Linked DNA regions of Danio rerio: region 1 is linked to region 2. The links are chromatin contacts, called in public HiChIP or PLAC-seq maps. All regions are on one chromosome and are shown on one strand. The core of a region is the stretch at or near the end of the contact, and the rest is flanking DNA. Distances in the headings are between cores, read along the strand shown.

Evidence for each region. HiChIP or PLAC-seq counts read pairs in DNA pulled down with a chosen protein or histone mark.
Region 1: an H3K4me3 HiChIP or PLAC-seq map of gastrula embryo shows a contact between it and region 2, with 4 times the contacts expected there. The contact joins the promoter of kcna1a here to the promoter of celsr1b in region 2. A contact is called at or near these places in 7 of 18 Hi-C or Micro-C datasets (caudal fin, embryo, fibroblasts and 2 more) and 2 of 4 datasets of contacts at active chromatin or transcription factors (embryo and gastrula embryo).

Annotation. Positions count from the first base shown.
Region 1 is chr25:21,203,414-21,209,937 of GRCz12tu, reverse strand. kcna1a (potassium voltage-gated channel, shaker-related subfamily, member 1a) reads right to left here and starts at 2,891. Exons shown (of 2, transcript XM_005163044.5): 1 at 2,543-2,891; 2 at 1-2,219. The coding sequence starts at 2,007. The coding sequence ends at 529. It also overlaps a transcript of kcna6a not described here.
Region 2 is chr25:21,003,426-21,009,226 of GRCz12tu, reverse strand. It overlaps celsr1b (cadherin EGF LAG seven-pass G-type receptor 1b), which reads right to left and starts at 3,623. Exons shown (of 35, transcript XM_001920737.6): 1 at 1-3,623. The coding sequence starts at 3,452.

The sequences.
Region 1 (6,524 bases), core at 1,642-4,141, 200 kb before region 2:
GCATTTAATCACTTGGTGATATCTAAATTACAGCATCTGCTGGAAAATAGCAGCAATGCGGATGTCCATGAGGCGATGACCTTGGCCTCCGTAGCATCCCAGCAGAAGATAAGTCTTGTTCATATAAGGTGCTTTGCTGGTCAGTTGGGGAAGACCACCTACGGATGAGGCGTCCACCGAACACTGCACTTGGTCTTTTATGCACTTTCCCAGATGCAGTGTGCAGCTTGCTGAAATGTAGTCTGTAGTCCATGCGTGATGTTTTAGTAATCCCGCCGTCGAGAGTCCTTCAATGCCCATGGACGCTAGCTAGATGCTTGAGGAGGCTTTTTTCTCATTCATCCTCTTTGGAAATGTATATACTGAATTGTCTGCCTCATTTGTTGCAGTTATGTTCTAAATGTTTTGGTGTAGTATTTTTCTTTCGTCTGCATTGTAGAGTTATTCGCATTGCAAGGGCTCACGAGAGGAGGTAAAGTAAGCATTCATATGTGACTTCAGTCAGCACGTGACTTTTCAACTGTGCCTCTAGACATCGGTTAGCAGCTTACTTTTGTTCACACAGTTCTGATTGGGGATAGTGCAGTTGCCAGTTCTGAGGTTGGCCTCTCTGAAATTGTCGATGCTGTTGTTTATGTCTCCATCTATCTCCATGTACTCAGACTTGCTGACGGTTGAGGAGCTTCGGCGACTAGAGTTTGAATCGGAGGCAATGTTCGGGTTGCTCACGTTCAGGAGTTGGGCCTGCTCCTCTCCTTCGGTTTCTCTATGATAGAAATAGTTGAAGTTGGACACAATGACTGGCACGGGGAGGGCAATGGTCAGCACACCAGCGATGGCGCACAGGGAACCCACAATCTTGCCCCCGATGGTCACTGGGACCATGTCCCCGTAGCCTACGGTAGTCATTGACACAACTGCCCACCAGAATGCATCTGGGATGCTGCTGAAGTAGGACTCCTTTTCCTCTGCTTCTGCAAAATACACAGCACTGGAGAACAATATGACGCCAATGAAGAGGAAGAAAATAAGCAATCCGAGCTCTCGCATACTGGCTTTGAGGGTCTGCCCTAAAATCTGAAGGCCTTTGGAGTGCCTGGACAGCTTGAAGATTCTGAACACCCTGACCAGACGGATCACCCTGAGGATGGCCAGTGATGTTGCCTGCTCGCCCTTTCCCTCTTTTCCGTCTTGTTCCTCTGCTAACTCTGTGCCCAGCGTGATGAAGTAAGGGATAATAGCCACAATGTCAATGGTGTTCATCATGTTCTTAAAGAAGGCCGCTTTGCTTGGGCAAGCAAAGAAGCGCACTATCAATTCGAATGAAAACCAGATAATGCAGAGGGTCTCAATGATGAAGAATGGATCGGCCAGAATGCTAGGTTTGTAGTAGTATGTGGTGTTGCCTATAATCTTTATACGCCCCTCAGGGTCCTCTTTCAGTTCAGGTAAAGTCTCCAAACAGAAAATGACGATGGAAATTAAAATGACCATAACAGACACAATAGCAATTCCTCTGGCTGGCCCTGAGCTCTCAGGATGCTCAAACAGGAGCCAGATTTGTCGCTGAAACTCTTTCTCTGGTAAAGGTCGCTCCTCCTCACGGATAAAGCCCTCATCCTCACGAAACTTCTCCATTGCCTCCACCCCAAGTTCATAGAACTTAATTTCTTCTGAGAACATATCCAACGGGACATTCGCCGGCCTTCTCAGTCGTCCGCCGGACTGATAATAGTACAGGATGGCATCAAAGCTCGGACGATTTCTGTCAAAGAAGTACTCGTTTCTCAAGGGATCGAAATAACGCATCCGCTTCTTTGGGTTACCTAAGAGAGTCTCTGGGAACTGGGCGAGAGTTTTAAGCTGCGTCTCGAATCGCAGGCCCGCTATATTGATGACCACCCGTTCACAGCATTCATGATCGTCATGGTCAGGGGGGTATGTGTCCTGCGGATGCCCCGGCACGGCAGAGGTCTCATCCATGTTGTCCCCAGCCACAACTGTCATCCTGCAGGTCAAAGTTGAAGCTCCGCAGGAGTTAATTTAATGAAGTAGACATCCAATTGCCCTCCCAAAGGCGTTGCTTTCCTTCCTTTTCTCCAGTTCTTCAAATATATCCTGGTACAGAGTATAACTTGTTCTTTTCTTCAGCGTGGCCCCACTGCAGTTGTCACTGATTCGACCATCGTTCCTTTCCACTGCATCCACTTCGGCTGCCTCTGTCACCGAGTCAGAGAAAAATGGATCGAACAGCGGCGATATTTGCTTGCTCAGCAAGTTCACACTACTTATTTATTTATCTACTCATAATAATATGTATGAATATAAATCAGAGAAGTGAACAGCCTTAAGGGTGCACTTCTGACTCATTATGCTGTTTTAAGCTATTGAAAAGACGTGACAGGACAGTATTGCCACATAGTACATGCAGTCTACTTTTCACTACATGCAGCAACATATTACAGAATAGCTCAATTACATGTTTAAGTGAATAAATCATGAGGAAAACACGGCTTTCACTTCATGCTTATTAAGTGCTCACCTCGTTACTGAAGGAATGCGTCTTCTGCCGGCTGTCTCCTGTCAGCAATGCACCCTCAAGTCCTTTTTGCTGCATGAAAAAGGCTTCTTCACATCTTCTCACTTTCAGACCGTTCGACTGCGGTCCATAAATGTCACATCCATAACGCAAAACGACTCACGACATTCGCAAACGATCAAATAGCAATAAAATAAATATGGCTTAAACAAGATGCCTTACGAAGCTGCTTCACATTCAGTTGAAACCTGTGCTAAAAGACTGAAAAGGCTGAAAAGAAAAACATCAAGCCGCAACGTCCTCCCTCCGCTCCTGCTCGTGCGGCGGCACCTTGGTGTAAATGGCTTATACTGCATGAGAAATTGTAATGCTGCAGCTCAGCTCAGGCGGGAGATACATTAAGGGGGCAAAAGCGAACCATACCATTTCCAGACATCACTGCATCAGCAAAATTTCCCTCTTACGAGTAGACAAGATGACGAGCGGTCTGTTTTATCGGGACGCACTGACAGGGGGGTATGGAAGCGAAAGGCTTCTTAAAGGAGAGATCAATAAGCGGAGAGGGAATAATTCCTTAATCATGCCCAACATATTGTTGCACTGTATTGCACATGGGAGCGGGATGGGGGAGGGGAGGCTTCGACGCAATGCAGACCGCGCGTGGCCACAAGTGCCTGTCCACGCAGTGCGCGAGAGCATTTATGTGCCAACACTGGCGCAGTATCTGATTCGCCGAGCACTAATGTGCACAGAGACTTTAACTGACCACACTCGCCAATAACCACAATAAAAAGACGACTTCTCTCTGGTGCTCTGGAATACTGCGACTTTTTCATTTTTTTCCAGCCCAAAAGAGTCATGAAGGCGCGCGGCTCATGCGTGTTGTTGGAGAGTGGATCGTGCGGGGGCTGCTCGGCATATTTATAGAATATCGTGGGTGTTTGTACTCTGATGGACGGCGATTTTTGCAGCACTTCGCTTATAGAGCTCTTTCCAGCAATCGCCGATTAAGAGCATTTAGTCTTTTTATACATGTAACCTTCAGTTTACCTCAAGAATTAACTGGATTTATTTTAGTACTTGAAATGTTTTGAATTGTGAGTCATTTCTGTCATTAATTGTAGTAGTAGAATCACCTTTTATATTTCACCAATTTATGAAAAAAATATTGAAAGCGTTTGAGATATGAAATGACAGGAAAAAGATTTTTTTCATAAATGTATTCCTGTCTAGGGTTGTACATTTTGCTGCACAAATTTGATTAAAAATATGATTAGGCCATTTATTACTATTTCTATTGATTATCATAGCTTCTAGAAAGTTGAAAACAGTTGGGCTATATTTTATACTTATTTTGACTTGTCCAAAACGTGCCTTTACAAAATAAAAATAAATTTAGTATTAGTATTTATCTATTTACTTGTTTATTTAAACCGTTATAACCTCCCCATATATTAAAATGCAGTATTTTGGAACATATTTTGGAATATATACATATTTACACACACACACACACACACACACACACACACACACACACACACACACACACACACATACAGTTGAAGTCTGAATTATTAGCCCCCCTGTTTATCCCCCCCCCCCATTTTAGTTTAATCGAGAGATTTTTTTCAACACATTTTAAAACATAATAGTTTTAATAACTCGTTTCTAATAACTGATTTATTTTATCTTTGCCATGATTACAGTAAAAAATATTACACTAGATATTTTCCAAGACCCTTCTATACAGCTTAAGGTGACATTTAAAGACTTAACTATTATTAACTTGGCAGGTTAGGGTAATTAGGCAAGTTATTGTATTACAATGGTTTGTTTTGTAAACTTTATATTTATAAAATTGCTTAAAGGGGCTAAAATAGTTTTAAATAAAAAAAAAACTGCTTTTATTCTAGTCGAAATAAATGAAAAAAATATATATCAGACATACTGTGAAAATTTTCTTTGCTCTGTTTAACATAATTTGGGAAATATTTAAAAAAGAAAAAAAAATCAAAGGGGGGGCTAATAATTCTGACTTCAACTGTATGTGTACATAAATTCTGGAGACTCGCACATTCCAAAGAACTACAAAAAGAAAAGTTCAACATTAATAAGCATAACCAAATTTAATAATCATCAAACTCCTACTTATGTGATTTACCATGAAACAATGCAATATAATTCTGATTATGACGATGATGTAATAATACTTAATAAAATCCAGTGTAGAGATGGTGGTTTCCTACAACTCACCAGCAGGTGGCGTGCAAACACCATCAAAGCATGTAAAGTTGGAAATAACTGATCTGTCACCATTTTTGTAAGGAAAAAATAACACAACGCAAGACTTAAGTCAGCGATGGAAAGATTTAATTAAGGCGAGACACTAGAGCAAAACGTTTTTTTGGGCTATTTGGCTTTTTATTAAACAATTTTCAGTCTTGTGTAAAGAAAATATCCAAAATACACTTTAGTTAGGCCTACTATACACACTAAATATCGTATACATTACACTTTATCTTACAAAAAAATGTGAAACTGTTTTTTTTCTTCGCAGTATAATTTTAATTATTGAGTGATACATTGAAAATTGACGAAATATCCTCTGTAAAAATAGAATATTCTAATACAGCAAAAAAAGAGAGAATTCTGAACCTAACTTAATCCAATGTTAACATTTTTCTAGGCATATTGTACATGCAAGCAATTGAACACGTATTTTATTAAATGACCCATTTGCAGAGTCAAACAGCATTTTAGAAAGCGTGTGTCTTGCCCTCAAATAAACCTAAATATAAGTAAATAAGATTACTTATTTGAACTACAATATGACTTCTAAAACCCGCAGTTATATATTATATTATACTTAATTATCAATTAGACGTGTACAGTGTTTGCAAGAGTACTAATTGTGAATCCTCCAAGTTCAAGTTTTCATCCTCAGCAGAATGAGCTCTTAACAGCTAAATATCATGAATAAGAAATGGCCTGGCCTTTTCTCCCTTCACTTTGCCGCTCGATCACTTCCCCTCAGAATAAAGTATAAGCTACATGTACAGTACTTTGGCTGAGCAGAGATCAGTTCAATCAACATAAACGCATGAGCGGTCATTAATCAGAGCTGTCTGAAGTGTTACAGGGTCCACATGATATACATAACTGATATTTGCAAGCTTTTGTTTCAGTTGAAAATAAGTTTATTTAAAAAAAAAACAGTTCCCCTTTTAAGCACCACAATATTCAGGAATATTCAGTTCTTTGTTTGGATCGTTAGCATATTACTATGTTTAAGGTATTACAATGCTATTTTACATCATCGCTGAGTTATATAGGATACATATTCTACAATTATAAAAGAAACTGGTCAAAATGAAATGTAAAATATCTCTGAGATGATCTACTTTTGATCAATCCACTGTTTGCATGATTATACAATAAGTTTTAATAAAAAAACATTTTTGTAGTAATTAAATATTAAAACTTTTATTTTCATTCTGTGATAACAAGCAACATCATTTCACAGAGGAATTTTTTTTTTGCAGATTTACAAAGATGTTTGATAAAATGACTACATTTTGTTTGCCTTATTATACATAATCTTAGTAAATCAATTAATAAAATCTCCCATAAATCATAGTACCATTTAGTTTTATTAATAAGTAAAACCAATAAAACAAAATTTAAATAAAAATAAAATAAAATAATAAATTATACAAAAAAATTAGGAATGAAGGGGTTCAAACTAGGATAGTTTATGAATGTGACCACATTTATTTATCAAAAATAAGTTAACAATTTAAATCTCATTAAATAACAAGTTAAAAAAAACTGTTCACTGAATTGGTCTCATGCTGTCATGTGAACAGTTAACAAGTCAAAACATGTTAACAAAGATCTAATGTCAAACCATTAAAAAATATCCTGAGGAAAGGCAACATATTCAAAAAGCAGCTTACACAAGACAGAAATCATTTAGATATTT
Region 2 (5,801 bases), core at 2,374-4,873:
TCAAGCGGCCTGTTGTTATCCAGGTCCTTACTCAGCTTTAGCTCCCCAGTATCTTGGTTGAGAATCAGCAGGCCGAGTTCATTTCCCTCAACAAATGTGTAGATGAGTTTGTCGGACACATCTGGGTCACGAGCAGGAACCTTCCCAATAACTCCATTTGGAAAGCTGCTGGATTTATTAGTGATGTAGTTGTTGAAAATGATCTCAAAATCTTGTAAAACAGGGTCATTGTCGTTGACATCTACTAGGAGGACATGTACAGTGGCGCGGCTGACAAGAGGTGCAGAAGTGGCCTGGACCACTATTACATACTCCATCTTTGTTTCATAGTCTAGGTCAGTAAGGGCAATTAGATCTCCGCTGAAGATGTCAAGCTGGAAGACCTCAGGAAAATTGCCCTCAACAATCTGGTATAGGATCTGAGCATTGGTACCTTCATCTGGATCTGTGGCACTGACACGGGCAAGAGTGGAGCCTACGGCACTGTTTTCTTCAACATAAATGTACAATTCATCCTTTTCAAAAACAGGGGCGTTGTCGTTTATGTCCAGCACTGACACTTGAATGTCCACAGCTGCTTTTAGTGGGGGCACTCCTTTGTCAACTGCAAATGCCTTAAGGGTATACAATGCAACATTTTCCCTGTCGAGCTTGCGGGCAGTTCGAATGATTCCAGAGTAAGGTTCAATAAAAAAGTCCCCCTCGCCATCATCCCCTCCCTGAAAGGTGTAGCTCAGCCGACCGTTAGATCCAGAGTCTCTGTCTGAAGCTGATACTTGGAGTACACTGGTGTACACTGGCGCATCCTCAAAGACTGTTCCCTGGTAGATGTCCCGGAGAAACTGGGGTACATTGTCATTGGCATCAAGAACGATGATCTCTACGTAGGTGGTGTCTGATTTCTGAGGGATGCCGTTGTCACGAGCAATGATAGCCAGTGTGTAGGAAGCTTGATCTTCGTAGTCAATTTCAATCTGAGTTGTGATGGCACCAGTATCAGGATCAATCCTGAACTGTGGCACATTGTCCTCCATTACATAAGTGATGCGGGCATTTTCACCAGTGTCCTCATCTGTGGCACTGATGACAACGACAGTGGAGCCTACAGGCCGGTCTTCGCTTACTAATACCTGGTAGTTGGCACTTTGAAATACTGGTCTGTGGGTGTTGGCATCAGTCACATTAATAAAAACTTGAGTTGTGTCATGGCGTGTACCATCTGAGGCAGTAATTGTTAGTAGATACTGCCGTTCTTGCTTGTAATCCAGAGGTAATGCTAAAGTGATAAGTCCCCCTCCGCTCTGGCTGCTGATGGCAAACCTGTTCCGTGTGTTCCCACTAGATATTTGGTATGTTACCACACTGTTTACATCCCTGTCTACAGCTGAAACAGTAAGCACACTGGTGCCCACAACTGCATCCTCGTTGACCTTTAGGTTATACAAATGTTGTGTGAAGGTGGGGACATTGTCATTAACATCAAGTATAGTGACACTTACACTAGCTGAAGATGACATTGTGGGAACCCCATGGTCTCTGGCCTCCACTCCAAAACTGTAAAACTCTGTTGTCTCCCTATCCAGTTCAGCGCTAACTGTAACCCATCCTGTGCTGTTATTGATAACAAACGGAAAACCAGGCGATGTGTCAGTCAGCTTGTATTCCAAGTGAGCATTGTCACCTGAATCAGCATCGATGGCTTGAATGTGTATCACAGAGTAACCAATAGGAACATTTTCTAACACTGAGGCTTGAAAGGGTGTGCTAACAAACATGGGGGCATTATCATTAACATCCACCACCTGAATTACAACCATGCCCGTGCCATTGATAAGAGGCGGTCTACCTCCATCTTGTGCCTTCACTCGTAGTGTGTATTCTCTAATCATTTCATAATCTAAAGGGCTGACAACATCAATGACCCCAGTAGGGGAGTGTATGTAAAACTGACCCTTTATGTTCCCATTTATGATGCTGTAATGCACTTTAGCATTGTTCCCCGCATCTTTATCAGTAGCCTTCACCACAGCTACTTGTGTGTTGACAGCAATGTTTTCTGAAACTTGAACTACATATCGTTTCTCACTAAACTGAGGGTAATTGTCGTTCTCATCCTCTATAAAAATATGCACTGTAGCTGTGGCGGTACGTGGACCAGGCTCTCTGCCCTGATCATTGGCTTCAACAAAAAGCTTGTACTGAGATTTGACTTCTCTGTCAGGTCTGACTTTGGTTCTGACCAACCCATTCCTTGGATCAATTTCAAAGCATGAGTTTACCTCATCATCATTCACAATCTTATAAATCATATTGGCATTTGAAGGGGCGTCTCCATCAGTAGCTCTAATAGTCATAACTTCAAAACCTACCTCTACATTTTCTCGAACATTAACCCTGTATTCATTCTGCTCAAAAACTGGAGAATGGTCATTAGTGTCGCTGACTGTGATAGTGAGGTAGGCAATAGCTGATCTTTTAGGGATCCCCTTATCAGTAGCAGTAACTTTAAACACATGGGTATCTTTAACTTCCCTGTCTAGAGGTTGTAAAGTCGTTATACCACCCGTTTCAGGGTTTATTTGAAATAAATTGTTAGACCTGCTGTCAAATAGAGCTTCCATGTCGTATACAACAACACCAGCATCTCCGTCATCGGCATCGAAGGCTTTGAGTGTAATGACACGCGTCCCCGAGGGCTCGTTCTCGGGCACTGATACCTGGTAGTTTGGCAGTTGAAACTGAGGAGCGGAGTTCACGTTTCTTTTTTGACGTTTAGCCCACGGGTCAAAATCACTTCCAGTGTATTTTCTATTTAAATGTAACTTAACGTCGACATATAAAGAGCTATTCACAGAGTTAGGCATTAAACAAATCAAATTCGCCTCATCTCGCTGATTGTGAGGTAAACATCGGTTTGTGAGGGGAGAAACACGCCGTTGGGTTTTCTCAACACACCTACCACGAAACATCTGAGAATTCCGCATAGAAACAGGTAAACTTTCGTAAATGTTTATAGGTAAGGAGTCTAAAGACAAACACGAATCATATCCAGTCACGACATACATATAAGCATCTGGAGTCAGGTTTTTTCTTTTGTATTTGATGTAGCAGTTCTGACCATGCACAAATGTGTTGAAATGAAGCAGTATGAAGTTTTCAGAAAGCTGTGGTTTAATCCGCAAATACATTGGCACTGGATTTCTCGGCAAACGAGCGCAGTCAAATTTCCGCGCGAGTAAAAGAAGCCCATCACTTCTCCCGATCTTCAGAAAGTGTCGAAAAGACTTATCTGTGAGACTTCTGTCGATTCTGTACGTCCATTCTGGTCCGATTGATACATTTGCCAGATTTGCACCAGGTTTGAGTGTTTCCGATAGATGCAGATCCAAGCATCCAAAAGGTGAGAGATGAAGTAGTAATCCGAAGCACATCCATATCACTGGTAATTCCATGGCTCACGCGCATCTCATTGGGAAAATTAGTCCAAACGATCCAGAAGGTCTGCAGTTCGCAAAATTCCAACCATTCCTGTAACGTGGAAGTGCACATTGGGTCAAGGCATGTTTCTGAGTGCAGAGCGACAGGACCAGAGAGCTGCACTGATAACTTTTAATGAGTAAGATGGCTCTTCTCTTCCCCTCCCACAGTTTGCATGGAGCTGCTCGTGCATTGTGATTTTGAAATACCCAATGAGCTCAGCCGAAGAGCTTGCTTTCTTGGCTATTGAAGTAGGCTACAATGCTTAAGTTTAAATAAAAGCAAGAAATTTACCTTTTAAAAGTTTTTTTTTCATGGTATCTTAATGTAGCCTATAATGTGTTTCTGAAAAAAGTTCAGAATAAAACTAAAATAGATAAAAACTTTTAAATAGAAAACTAGAAAATCTTACATGAATTGTTGTTTATAAAATAATAATCCATCAACAAAACCCATCATAAAAATTCTGTATACCAAATGAAAAATCGACATTTGGAGTTATTTTTTAAGAGTTTAAAAATATTATGCAGTGCTCAGCATGATTGAGTAAACCCCTTTTTGAAAATTTATATTTTTATCCATTTCTCAGTGAATATAGGCAATGTATTTTGGTGTAATTAAACAAAAAATATTTTAATAAACTGATATATTTATTAAAATATTTTTAGTCAACAAACATATTTAGAAATTGAAAAATAACACAAATTAATTCAAGTAAAATAATGCAAAAAAAGTTACAACCTACATTTTCAACTAAATTGTTCAAATGTTGCCTCTCTTGATTTTTCCTCTTTCTTAAATTTGTATTGAATATTTTTCTATAACATAAATTTGGGTGTACTAGTTTTTGGACCTAGGCGAGGTAGTGGCGCAGTAGGTAGTGCTGTCGCCTCACAGCAAGAAGGTCGCTGGTTCAAGCCTCGGCTCAGTTGGCATTTTTGTGTGGAGTTTGCATGTTTTCCCTGCGTTTGCATGGGTTTCCTCCGGGTGCTCCGGTTTCCCCCACAGTCCAAAGACATGCGGTACAGGTGAATTGAATAGGCTAAATTGTCCATAGTGTATGAGTGTGTGAATGTGTGTGGATGTTTACCAGAAATGGGTTGCGGCTGAAAGGGCATCCGCTGCGTAAAAACTTGCTGGATAAGTTGGCGGTTCATTCCGCTGTGGTGACCCTGGATTAATAAAGGGACTAAGCCGACAAGAAAATGAATGAATGAATGAATAGTTTTTAGACCGTTATCGTCAGTTATTTTGATAGATAATTTCTAGATTTGGCTTCAGTACCAACTAATCTAATGTACATGCACAAATATAATATTGTATAGCTTCCTATTAAAAATATGACTTAAAAAGATAGATTTGTGAGGGGTATATATATGCTGAACACTATATGCATTTTTATGCTATGAATAAAGCCATTGTTATCCATGGTAGAATAAAGATAAAGTAATTATATAAAGTAACTGGTTGTCAGTTTCTAACATTCTTCAAATTATTTTCTTTTGTGTTCAACTGCTGAAAATGAAGTGAATGGCAGTTTGTTGTTTTCTTTTTAAGCACTGCAAAAACAGTCAATGGGAAACGAAAGAAAAGCTTTGTTTATCCAGAGGGAAATAGATTTCATTTTCCACTCTTTTTTTCATTTAAGATAAAACTGCATAAAATGGAACTTGTGCTCACTTATAATAGCAGTGATCTAGTGCAGATCTTGGCTGAGTGCGCCCTCATGTGGATATTTAGTGATTTAGTAATATTTCTCTCACCACATCTACATTTTTTTTGGTCTGGATACACAGCCACAAGTATTTGAAATAAATAACATGGTATTAGTGTTTCACACTAAGTGGCAACTAAAGACAGCACATGCACACGTTAAGCAAAATTTGCACAAAATAATTGAAACAACCTATGAAGATTGTGGAAGATTCCTTAGTTAATTTGATGAACCACACCTATGGTTTCTCTTCTAGTAACAACTTGAAAAGGACTTATTTAATGCTAAATGGCTTAAATAAAATAATTAGAGAAAAATGGCTAAGTAAATTAAATGAGTTCTGCAATAAGGAACAGAATTGTTTATTTTACATTACTGGGGTTAAAGTGTCTATCTTTTTAAGCACATTGACACAATAGATGCAGTGGTTGGAGGGAAAACAACACACTTAAGTGTTAGTTTGAATAAAATATACAGGACTGCACTGTAAGCCACATGTCAAATCCCTGACTTTCACTGAATAAAAAGCTGAATTTCCATCAGCTATAATGAACAGAAAAACATGCAGCTGTAGTTTGGAGCTTAGCTAAACAGCCACAGACAGTATTTT